4 separate regions of the Mus musculus genome follow, and all the other regions are linked to region 4. A link is a contact called in public ChIA-PET, Hi-C and HiChIP or PLAC-seq data. All regions are on one chromosome and are shown on one strand. Each heading gives the region's core, a stretch centred on a gene start, on an enhancer-like site or on the middle of the called end of the contact. The rest is flanking DNA. Distances are from core to core; before and after follow the strand shown. Region 1 holds the start of Wsb1 (WD repeat and SOCS box-containing 1). Region 2 has its middle 11 kb from the start of Gm30561. Region 3 has its middle 10 kb from the start of Gm30470. Region 4 overlaps Ksr1 (kinase suppressor of ras 1).

What was found. Hi-C and Micro-C count contacts between places; a contact is called where the count stands out from the background. ChIA-PET counts read pairs in DNA pulled down with a chosen protein or histone mark. HiChIP or PLAC-seq counts read pairs in DNA pulled down with a chosen protein or histone mark.
Region 1: a contact with region 4 is called in an RNA polymerase II ChIA-PET map of effector CD8 T cells, with 16 read pairs. The contact joins the promoter of Wsb1 here to the enhancer-like site in region 4. A contact is called at or near these places in 1 of 39 promoter capture datasets (macrophages), 2 of 484 Hi-C or Micro-C datasets (cranial neural crest and erythroblasts), 4 of 115 datasets of contacts at active chromatin or transcription factors (effector CD8 T cells, forebrain, memory CD8 T cells and 1 more) and 4 of 9 other capture datasets (adipose tissue, liver, macrophages and 1 more).
Region 2: a contact with region 4 is called in an H3K27ac HiChIP or PLAC-seq map of the HPC-7 cell line, with 10 times the contacts expected there. The contact joins two enhancer-like sites. A contact is called at or near these places in 4 of 39 promoter capture datasets (the C10 cell line, the HPC-7 cell line, embryonic stem cells and 1 more), 1 of 15 datasets of contacts at CTCF or cohesin (large pre-B cells), 6 of 484 Hi-C or Micro-C datasets (the G1E-ER4 cell line, the HL-1 cell line, adipose-derived mesenchymal stem cells and 3 more), 6 of 115 datasets of contacts at active chromatin or transcription factors (the HPC-7 cell line, bone marrow-derived macrophages, embryonic stem cells and 2 more) and 3 of 9 other capture datasets (adipose tissue, liver and pancreatic islet).
Region 3: a contact with region 4 is called in a Hi-C map of bone marrow-derived macrophages, with 43 read pairs. The contact joins two enhancer-like sites. A contact is called at or near these places in 5 of 15 datasets of contacts at CTCF or cohesin (CD8 T cells, the NIH/3T3 cell line, embryonic stem cells and 2 more), 34 of 484 Hi-C or Micro-C datasets (B cells, CD4 T cells, ECoMG-derived neutrophils and 24 more), 19 of 115 datasets of contacts at active chromatin or transcription factors (CD8 T cells, the HPC-7 cell line, the NIH/3T3 cell line and 13 more) and 4 of 9 other capture datasets (adipose tissue, embryonic stem cells, liver and 1 more).

What each region holds. Positions count from the first base shown.
Region 1 is chr11:79,253,369-79,256,068 of GRCm38.p6, reverse strand. It overlaps Wsb1 (WD repeat and SOCS box-containing 1), which reads left to right and starts at 1,374. Exons shown (of 9, transcript NM_019653.3): 1 at 1,374-1,716. The coding sequence starts at 1,677.
Region 2 is chr11:79,292,684-79,295,383 of GRCm38.p6, reverse strand. No RefSeq gene overlaps it. Among named protein-coding and RNA genes, the nearest start is that of Gm30561, 11 kb to the left of the region's middle. Within about 2 kb of position 1,288, at least 30 of the 459 cell types and tissues checked have an H3K27ac peak or open chromatin away from gene starts, as enhancers often do. A contact at or near this core is called in the HPC-7 cell line and bone marrow-derived macrophages, where this site is marked.
Region 3 is chr11:79,212,835-79,215,534 of GRCm38.p6, reverse strand. No RefSeq gene overlaps it. Among named protein-coding and RNA genes, the nearest start is that of Gm30470, 10 kb to the left of the region's middle. Within about 2 kb of position 1,309, at least 119 of the 459 cell types and tissues checked have an H3K27ac peak or open chromatin away from gene starts, as enhancers often do. A contact at or near this core is called in CD8 T cells, the G1E-ER4 cell line, the HL-1 cell line and 6 more, where this site is marked.
Region 4 is chr11:79,075,320-79,078,019 of GRCm38.p6, reverse strand. The region is part of intron 1 of Ksr1 (kinase suppressor of ras 1); the gene reads left to right. Among named protein-coding and RNA genes, the nearest start is that of Gm11201, 53 kb to the right of the region's middle. Within about 2 kb of position 1,294, at least 115 of the 459 cell types and tissues checked have an H3K27ac peak or open chromatin away from gene starts, as enhancers often do. A contact at or near this core is called in CD8 T cells, the G1E-ER4 cell line, the HL-1 cell line and 9 more, where this site is marked.

The DNA.
Region 1 (2,700 bases), core at 125-2,624, 180 kb before region 4:
TATACCCCCCTCCTCCAGCCCTGCAAGTTTGTGAAATCTGCATATTTTTGTATGAAAACTCAAAAAAAAAATAGCTGGGAAGATGGCTCAGAGGTGAAAATGCAAACCTGACCGTTCGAAAGCCCAGAACCCAGGTTAAAGCAGAAGGCAGGAGATTACAGACTACTACTCTACAATCCCTTCACTCTAACAGGGCTGTCAGGGAGTCGGGAAGTTACAGGGCCAGCTAGCATGGTATACAAGCACTGAAATCATGAGAGACCCTGTCTCAGGAAAGGTGGGAGGTGAGGACTCATATCCTAGGATGTCATCTGACCTCTGAATGCCTGCATTCACACAGAAGCATTTAAGACACATGAACTCTCAAAAAAAAAAAAAGACTCAAAAACATGCACATATCTCATACACACATAATAAATAAATAAGCTAAAAACATTAGGGGACAATAATGGTCTGTATTTGACAAGATTGAATTTTCTTTTTCCTTCTACTGTTCGTCAGGCAGCACCATTGCCGTGCATGAAGTTCTGGACAAACATATTGTCAAGCAGTAACCAAGTAATTTTTTTTAAAGAAGGGGATGATTTATTTCTATTAATCATCATGATCTTAAGAATTTCTACCTTGGGCAAAGGGACATGCACACAGTACATGCACTACCTATGGTGTTTGAGATCTAAAGTTATGCTGGGCAATTCTGTCTTCCAGGAGTATCTGAGAAAATCTAAGCCGTTATCTGTTATCCTTTGGAAGAAAGAGTCCCGCAAGGGCCACTAAAATGCAATGACATCATTTATAGATGGTACTTAGATTGAGATGTGGGGCACACCCAAACAATGATGTGGAATAGCTAGCTGCTTCCTAGAGACCTCAACTTCTGTGGAAGAAGGGCAGATTCTGAGGTAGAGGTCATATTGGCCAGCTCTTCAGGAGACCTGACTTTAGGGACCAATTAGAACAGAGGCAGTCTTGGGGAGGCCTCAGAGGTGCCCATCACCCTGGGTCTCCTTCATCAACTGAGTCTTTCCTAAAACCAGTTTGTTCTGTCCTGACCAATTGGACACCACTATGCTAGTTTCCATCATATCTTTCTTCAGCGCAACCTTCACTTCCCAGGTACTAAGGAGCCAGAGACGTAGCTAAAAGGGATTAAGCACGTGAAACGTCTACTTTGCCCTTTCCGGTTCGGTCACGTGCATTATATAATCCCGGGCTTGCCCTTGGCAATGAGCCTTCGACTTCGAAAATGCCCGCAGGTCGCGCTTTGAGGGCTCACGCCCGTCCGTGAATCCAGACCATCACGTCCCCTGCGTCGAGGGGCGGGGCCTGATGGTCTGACGTCACCCACTACACCCCGCCTCCCAGATATTATCAGTGCCGCCCGCCATCTTGTCTCAGTGTCTGGTTTGGCGGCGGAAGCATTGGCGGGCTGTGTGAGTCTGTGAGTGGAAGGCGCGCCGGCTCTTTTGTCTGAGTGTGACCCGGTGGCTTTGTTCCAGGCATTCCGGTGATTTCCTCCGGGCAGTCCGCAGAAGCCGCAGCGGCCGCCCGCGCTCTCTCTGCAGTCTCCACACCCGGGAGAGCCTGAGCCCGCGTCACGCCCCTCAGCCCCCGCTGAGTCCCTTCTCTGTTGTCGCGTCCGAATCGAGTTCCCGGAATCAGACGGTGCCCCATAGATGGCCAGCTTTCCCCCGAGGGTTAACGAGAAAGAGATCGGTGAGGCTCGGGATGGAGGGGGAGCGCGGGGTCTACCGGCAGAGCGTGAAGGGGCTGGCTCCGGGGCCCGGGGGGAAAACGGGGGTGGGGGATGGGAGAACGGGGAAGTCCGATGCCAAGGCCCACGAGCGCGGGGGACCGGATGCCCGGGCTCCGGAGAAATGGAGAGGAGCAAGGACTGACGCTGCGTGGCGGGAGGAAGCGGTCCCGCGATGGGCGTCGGCCGGGAGTGAATGGACCCAGAGCGGGCCTCCCGAGTTTGCTCAGCGCCGGGCAAACCCTAGTGACACCATCACAGCTGGGGTGCGGATCGGACGTCCTGGGATTCTCCCGGCTGTGTCTTGGATATCGAATGGACCTGGAGAGTTACTAGCATAGGCTAAGTGGTCTATCCTAGGCTCTCTTTGGTGGGAAGAAGTTGTGAACTTTTGTGTTTTTTGAGGCGCAGCAGGAACAGCAGCATCTGTATGTCCGGTACTCTATTGAGAAAGGGACCTGGAGAGGTGTCAGCGGCGTAGAAAAAAAAGTTTTAGTGTTTTTTAAAGGATGGCGTTATGAAAGTGAAGGGTTCTAAGGAGGGAATATGTTGCCCACCTACACGGGGGGGTGGGGGTGGAAGGAGCCGTGAGAATAGGTGGAATGGCTGAAGGAGGGCTATTGTACAGAGGATGTAGCCGTGGCTAGACCTGTCACGCGTCTGGCTGAAGCCTGGACAATGGGGAGTGGAAGGGCGTGGGCCAGACCTGCCCGTTGGCCCCTTTAAAGCACTTAGCATTATTTAAATTCTCTCAAAGGAGTCACCTTTGAGCCCATTGGATGACATTCGTTGAACAAAATTATCGTCAGTAGACACTGACTTTACAGTTTTGTCAATTGGATTTTCATGTCCATGCTAAAGGTAGGGGCAGGACTCCATGAGTGTGTGAAGAGTTCCAGGTCAGGCTATAACTGAGCTACTACCCTCTTTAACAAGGCACTGTCACA
Region 2 (2,700 bases), core at 39-2,538, 220 kb before region 4:
GGGAAAACAAGTATTGCTATTGATAATGGCACAGACATAGAAAGGAAACACCTCTCCACTATTTAAAAGAACAAGACAGGGGCCGGAGAGATGCTCAGAGGACCAAGGTTTGATTCTTAGCACTCACATGGTGGCTCACAACCATCTGTAGCTCCAGTTTCAGGGGATCTGGAGCCCCCTTCTGTCCTTTGTGGGGATCAGGCATGGATGTGTTGCGTTGTACAAACATGCATTCAGGCAAAACATCCACACACATAAGATAAATCTTATATTAAAAAAAAAAAACCCAACACGATAAAACAGATGGTTCATGCCCGTAATTCCAGCACTGGAGAAGATCAGGAATTTGACCCCGTTTCAAAAAATAAAACAGAGAGAGAAAGAAAGAGAGAGAGACAGAGAGAGAGAGAGAGACAGAGAGAGACAGAGACAGAGGACCACGGTAGGAGCCAGCCATCAGTTCTGCTGTTGTACTGAGTTGCCTACTCCTCAGAAGATTGTTCATCTCAGGGATTCACTTTTGACCTCTCAGTGTGTTTTGTCTAGCCACTTTTTCTGGTTTATGTCAACTTGACACAGAGAAGAGGGGGCCTTCAGAAATGTCTCTATATTGCCGGGTGTGGTGGCGCACGCCTTTAATCCCAGCACTTGGGAGGCAGAGGCAGGCGGATCTCTGAGTTCAAGGCCAGCCTGGTCTACAGAGTGAGTTCCAGGACAGCCAAGGCTACACAAAGAAACCCTGTCTCAAAAAAAAAAAAAAAAAAAAAAAAAAAAAAGAAAAGAAAAGAAAAAAAAAAAAGAAATGTCTCTATAACTTCAGGCTGGCTTTGTAGTGGTGCTACACACATTTAGTTCCAGCACTCATGAGGTAGAGGCAAGTGGATCTCTTAGTTTGAGGTCAGCCAAGGCTACACAGAGAGATCTTGAAAACCAAAAACCAACCAACCAAACAAAAAAACCCAGATCAGGCTGTAGATCATGCCTCTGGGACATTTTCTTAATTAGAGATTGATAGGTGGTATCATCCCTGAGCTGGTGTTCCTGGGTTCTATAAGAAAGCAGACTGAGCAAGCCATGCAGAGCAAACCCATAAGGAGTATTCTGCAGGGTCTCTGCATCTGCAGCTGCCTTCAGGAAGTGCAAGCTGAATCAACCCTTTCCTCCCAGGTTTCCTTGGTCATGATGTTTTATTGCAGCAATAAAAACCCTAATTAAGACTCTGCTCTCTGTCATTACTGCACTCTTCCCCATGCTGTGACAGCTCCTCCAGGGCAAGGTTTATGCTTTACCAGACTAGTGGACTAGGTTGTGGGAGGAGCCAAAACAACAAGCAGCTATATGTGGCGGGCAGGAGAGAGAAGCTGCAACATGCTGGGCTTCCATAAAGAAATATGCACACTGCCAGACAAAGAGGCAATGAGTTCCCAAACACCCACATCTGGTGTGGCACCCATCTCCTGGCTGTAACAGCATAAAAGTCCAACAAGGACAGGACAGAGACAAGACCTGCTATTCCTTAGGAACCTCCCAAGATGCACACTCAAAACCTAAGATGAAAGAGATGGCAGGTGGGTGTGGCGGCACATCCCTAGGATCTCAGCACTCAGGATACTGAGGTTAGACCATCACAAGTTCTGAGCTAGCCTGGACTACATAACCTGAAAGCCCCCTAAAACTCTAAGAAGTCAAGTAAAATAAAACCTCTGTTTATGCTGGGCAGTGGTGGCACACACCTTTAATCTCAGCACTTGGGAGGTAGAGGCAGGTGGATTTCTGAGTGTGAGGCCAGCCTGGTCTACAAAGTGAGTTCCAGGACAGCCAGGGCTATACAGAGAAACCCTGTCTCGAAAAACCAAAAAAGAAAAAAAATCCAAAAACCTCCATTTTTTTTTTAAAGATTTATTTATTATTATATCTAAGTACACTGTAGTTGTCTTCAGATGCACCAGAAGAGGGCATCAGATCTCATTACAGATGGTTGTGAGCCACCATGTGGTTGCTGGGATTTGAACTCAGAACCTTCGGAAGAGCAGTCGGTGGTCTTAACCACTGAGCCATCTCTCCAGCCCCAAACCTCCATTTCTTCTTCCTTCCATTGACTGTTATTCAAGGGACAAGAAAGTCGAAGGAAGGGTTGATTCAAAAAGAAACTAAGAAACTTCCTGCTTCCTTTTAAACACCTAATTCTTGCTGTACAAGTCTTTCAGGAGGCCAGTCATGCCTTCTTCCTCTGGCCTGGATCTGGACTGGAAAGGTCTGGTGTGACAGAGCAGCACTTTCTATATTTGAGAACTGGGGAAAAAAGTGTTCATTTGTAGCTGCTGGTAAGTGGTGTCAACTTTCTCCAAACACAGCACCCATCAGTGCCTGCCAATGTAATTTCATGTTTTGTTTTGATGTGTGTGTACACGTGTGCGCATGCAGGCACACATGCATGCTAGTACATGTTGAATTCAGTTTCCCCAGATACCAGGCTTATTCATATCTCTTTCTGTGCTAGGTTCTGCTCTTGGGTTCCTCCCCACAGTAGCTCACACCCCTCTTTCCTATTCCTTCTCTCACACACCCTTTACGATTTATTTATTTGTTTTATGTATGTGATTACGCTGTCACTCTCTTCAGATGACACACCAGGAGAGGGCATTAGATCCCTTTACAGATGGTTGTGAGCCACCATGTGGTTGCTGGGATTTGAACTCA
Region 3 (2,700 bases), core at 60-2,559, 140 kb before region 4:
AGATCTGTGTGGACTCGGAATATGCATACTGGGTACTGTGTGCACAGGGGGCCATCTGGGGAAGGGAGGGGACTGGTGACAGCCTCAGGGACGCCTATCAAAATCCTAAGGAGATCTGGACTGATTAGATGCAGCTCTGTTCCCTGAGTCATCGTGGCCCCGCACTGCTGAGACCACCAGAGGGGAGAAGATCCCACAATGCTCTCTTGTCCCATGGGAAACTTACCATTAGTGTTCAGGAGACACTTGGTAGACTCACCCACGTGACAGGGTTGTGGGCTGGAATGAGTAGGACAAGACAGACAAGACAGATGTCTTCTGGGAGAATCATCACCTAAGGGACTGGAGGACTCTAGGCACCCCTTTGGCAGGCCCAGACATGTTCATATGTGAAAATAATTTCTGCTCTTCTCTTTCCAGTGGGATATTTCCTGGTGGGTCCATTACTTCTTCTCCAATTGCCCACTGGCCATGACTCTCTAGCAGACCCAGTTCCACTGGTGACTGTCTCAATTCTGGCTCAAAGGAACAACAGAGGAAAGGCCCTCCAGGAAGTAGAGACCTACTGAGGGAACTCAACACACACACCTGAGACATGAGGGGCAACTCGAGTGGGCCACCTTGGAAGGTCACATGGAAAGCCCTTCTTGTCTGAGATAGAACATAAAGTTATCTTATTTTTTCAGGACAAAGGGATGACTACTTAACGAAGGAACATTCAGGACTTAAGGAACGGACAACTGGTTTGGAACAGACTTTCCAACTTCAAATTGTGGGCCTGCTGTCAGACATCTTAATCCAGATGGGACCAGAGCTATTTTGAGGTCGAAGGCCAACTCTCCTAAATCCCCGGGCAAGGACTACAGAGATCTTTACTACTGAGGGAACACTTTCCTTCTGGAAAATAGACTCCATAGCTGGAAATAGCACGACCCATGTTTACACTGCCCATGTTCCCTGGCGAGTGTTGGGGTGTTCTTACAGTTTGTGTCTTATGCTAAGGGCCTTACAGGAGTTCTCAGGAAGTCTAGCTAAGGTTTTTAGGAAGTTCAATGGATGTGGGAAAGATGATATGGGCGCCCTGGGCTGTCCTCTGTCCCATTCTCTTCCAACAACCCAAGGTTCAGCCCGTCCCACCCCTATTGCCTCCCTCGGAGGGTTCCCTTGCTGGTCCAGGGTGCAGAGGGTACTGAAGGCTGTCCTGGGCCCACATTCCTCTCACTTCCCGCCATTGTCCCTAGTTCCTGTATCCTTATCTCGACACTCTCCCCAGGCCGCCCCCAGCTGCGAAGAGTGGTGACTCATTTCCTTTCTTTCTAGTGACTTAATCCTGCCCCAGCAGTGACATGCCCTTCTGGCATCGCTGGGACTCGGAGCGTGGCACGGCTCTCCGGGGCCGGCAGGGGGCGCCAAAGCCTGCAGTGTGAGGGAACGGCCACAATCTGGGCTGGGAAATCCAAGACCTGAGGTGTATGGGACAGGGACAGTGCATTGCACATCCTGCCCAGAGGGGCTAGGAAATCACAGCTCCGCACTGCAAGGAATAATTTCATCTTCTACTCCGGCCTCTTCCTCCTGTGGTGTTCCCAACACTGTTTGCAGACACATTTCCTAAATAGTGATCACTGTGGGTCCTGCAACAGGGTTGTTCCAGAAATACTAGCCTGGGCCCTCACCAGGAAGAAGAGGATCCCACAGTTATAGATGGCCTACCTGACCCACGCCGGCCCTCTAGGCTCCCCTTTTCCTTCCCTCCCAGGTTCCAGAGAACAACAGACTTGCCTCGGTCTGGAAATCTCAGCTATTTCCCAAGAGCCACCCCGGGAGTATGAAGTAACAATAAGGCCACACAGTAGGTTTCAAGCCACACTGATCCCGTGGTTGGACTCCTCACCTCCCTGCACTCCACGAATTATGAATACAAAAGACTTGTCCTGGTATCTGAGGCAGCCAGAAAGACTTGGAAAACGAAGGGGACACAGGAAAGGGAAACCAGCCCTTCATTGAAGACTCTAAAGAACAGGAAGGAGCGGTGCAACCCTTTAATCCCAGGCAGAGGCAGTCCGAACTCTGTGAGTTCGAGTCCAGCCTGATCTACACAGTGAGTTCCAGGATAGTCAAGGCTACACAGAGAAACCCTGTCTCAAAAAAAAAAACAAACAAACAAACAAAAAAAAACCCCCACAGCAACCAATAGTTGGATGAGGTAAAAAATTCCAGGACGATTTACAACATGTGTTCCCATAGAGATTTTTTTTAATATTAGCATTTAATTAACCCCCTGGGTGGCTTCAAGCCACCAGAGCACAGGTACCTCCAACATCCTTTATCTTCTCTTCAGCTCTTCTGCCGAGGAATTTGGCCTTCATGATGACAGCTGCCTAGGGAGCTTTCCCTTTCCTAGAACAAGTTGCCGGATTGATTGGACACCACATACGGGAGCAGCTGCTGTCTTGTTTGTTTGTTTGTTTTGTAGCATTGACCCATGTCTGCTCACTGACCAGCACCCACAATTTATCCAGGTTGGCGATTGGGCAGAAGCTATGAAACTTCTTGAAGTGGTCATGCCTCACACCAACTTTCCCAAAGTACCCTGGATGATGATATTTGTCAAAGTTGATCCTGTGGTGATTCGTGCCTCCAGCATCATCTGGGTGCTCGTGGTGCTTACATATGGGACCCTGACCGCTGTGGCTCACG
Region 4 (2,700 bases), core at 45-2,544:
AGGTGATGAAAGAGGACCTGAAGACCACCTGGCAAGGATGCTAACCATCACTGAGCAAGCATTTCCCTGCTCAGGCAATTTATTTGGTGTGGTCCCCCATCCCACCCCCAGGGTCCCATGTGGCTCAGGCAGGTGTCACACTTACTGTATAGCCAAAGATGACGTTGAACTCTTCTCCCACGTGCTGGGAGTACAGGTATCCACCACTGCCCTGGCTCAGGCTACACAGTTTCGCCTTTCAGGTTCATCAACCCTATTGTGACTGAGGCTGGCACTGGGAATCCCTTGACTGTGTTTTTCCACAGGGAACTGAGGCAGCGAGGGACTTTATGGCCAGCCTGTGGTCTCAGAGCTGAGTCTTCCCTCATGTCCCTGTGTCTTTGTGTGTGTGTGTGTGTGTATTTGGTTGGTTTGGTCTGGTTTGGTTTGGTCTAGTTATTTTGAGACAGGGTTTCTCTGTGTAGCCCTGGCTGCTCTTTAACTTAGAGATTCACTGACCTCTGCCTTCTGAACGCTGGAATTAAAAGTGTTCACCACCAAGCCTGGCTTATTTTTGATTGCGTGCGTGCATGCGTGCATGTGGGGGGGGTGGTATGTGCATATGAGTGCTTGTATCCTCACAGGTCAGAGGCTTGGGATCCTCTGGAGCTAGAGGAGCCCCAGACAATTGTTAGCCTCCTGGCATGGGTGCTGGGAACTGAACTCAGGTCCTCTGCAAGAGCCCTAAGCGCTCCTAACTGCTGAGCCATCTCTCCAGCCCATATTTACAATATTTTGAATGGACAGGATTTAGTTCATTGACAGTTCCACCCAAGTAGAGCTAACAGTCTTCCTCATGCCCAGGTGGTCTTCAAGGGTGGCCTGAGTAGCTTGCAGTTACACTGTGGGACTTGCATTTTTCTTGCCAGTTCCAAATATTCTTGTAGGTAGTTCAACAGTTCCACGTGTCGCTGCATTTCCGAGGTTGAGGCTGAGCCCCGGGGCTTTTCTCTAAGATCTTTGATCCTAACTATCAAAGCTCGGAGCAGAGAGTGGACCTTAGTGAGTGCTTGCTGTATACAGGACCTGCCAACTTGTTTGTGGGCTCACCAGAGCTTTTACACTGTGTAAACCTGGCTGTGTGGAGAACAGTGGGGCAAGTACTCTTGATGCAAATGGCTGTCAAGGTGGGCAGACCGAGGCCCTACCTGTGGCCAGCATCCTAGCGATGACGTGACGACTCTTAGCTCTGTAGGCGGCCACCCCGCTGGAACCTCTGGTGCTTTTAAATTCCGGAAAATGCAGATCTTGTGGGTTTTGTGGCAAAGAGGAAATGACACCATCGATGTGAGGTCCCCTGGCACACCCCCTGGGCTTGGCTGGCAGGCCTGCTGCGGTTTGTCTCAGAAAGTGGCCGTTTGGTGCTTCCGAGACTTCACTAACTTTCACAGAAAGTGAGAGCAGCCCCATCTCCCTGGGATGGGAACCCTAACACGCCAGCTGCTGCTGTTTTGCTTGGGCAGGATAGAGCACTGCTCCTCAGTAAGTGAGTTCACAGGAGACAGCAGCTCCAGGACCCCAGAGCTGCCAGCAGTCATAGCACAGCAGGGACTTGCCATGTTCCTCACTCAGCTCAGGCCCCATTGGCAGTGTTGCACAGCCCTGCCCCTGGCCTGCTTTGCGATACTTAACCCAGAACTCCAATATCTTTATATCCAATAAGGTATAGCTTGGTGGTAGGGTATGGAATGAGTGTGGCTGTGAGGCCCAGGCCATGTGCCAGGCTTCTGGGCATCTGATGGTACTCAGAGATGCAGACTGGGCATCTGATGGTACTCAGAGATGCAGACTAGACCTGTGGCTATGCAGAACTTGTAACCTAAAGGAAGAGAGCCAGACCAGCTGGAAGGACTGACAGTCACCTGGGTGAGGGCCTAGAGGCTTCCCGGAGGAAGGAGCGCAGACGCCTAGCCTAGGTCCAGGGATTCATGGCAAGAGGGTCATTGGCACAAAGATGAGCGAGGGGCTGAACATGGCTTGGGGAAGGCAGACAAGTGGAACTGGAGACCCTCAGACTAGCACTTCCCCACATCAGTTGGCCACAGCCAAAGTCCTATGTAAAACAGGTGTTATTAATCATCCCCCAGAGGTCCAGCCTGTGGGCCCCTCTCTGGGATGGATGGCTATTATTGACGATACTGTTAACATTAGGAGCCTAGCCGCCTCTTTCATCAGTGTGGAAAAGGGTAGTTTTGAGTTCTCACAGCTATCTGATAAGTAGGCCTGCCTCTGGTCAACCCTCAGAAGGTGTGGTTTGCAAGCCACTTATAGTGGAAGAAGAGACTGAGTGGAAATCCTGAGATTAGAACCCTGGGCTTTCCTTCCTCTGCCATTGGGAGCCCAAGTCACACCCAGGTGCAGTACCGGGCATGAGGGGGCAGAAATGGGTGAGATGGATACAGGCCCTGCCTTCATGGTGGGGCGGGGGAGCTTAACATGTTACTTGTGGGGGTCCTATATTCTAGTTCAGTATACTTAGTTCAGGCAAGCTTTTGCTGTTTGCTGTTTGGGAGAAATATTGAAAGTTATAGTAGCCTGGTCTCCACGAGTCTCATATTCACTAGATACCCCGGGCTTTCCTTGTTCTCTCTGGTTGCTGGTGCCCTCCCCTCTGTGGACCCTGCTGGGTCGCCTCAGCTGGAGGAGCCTCCTCTTCAAGCA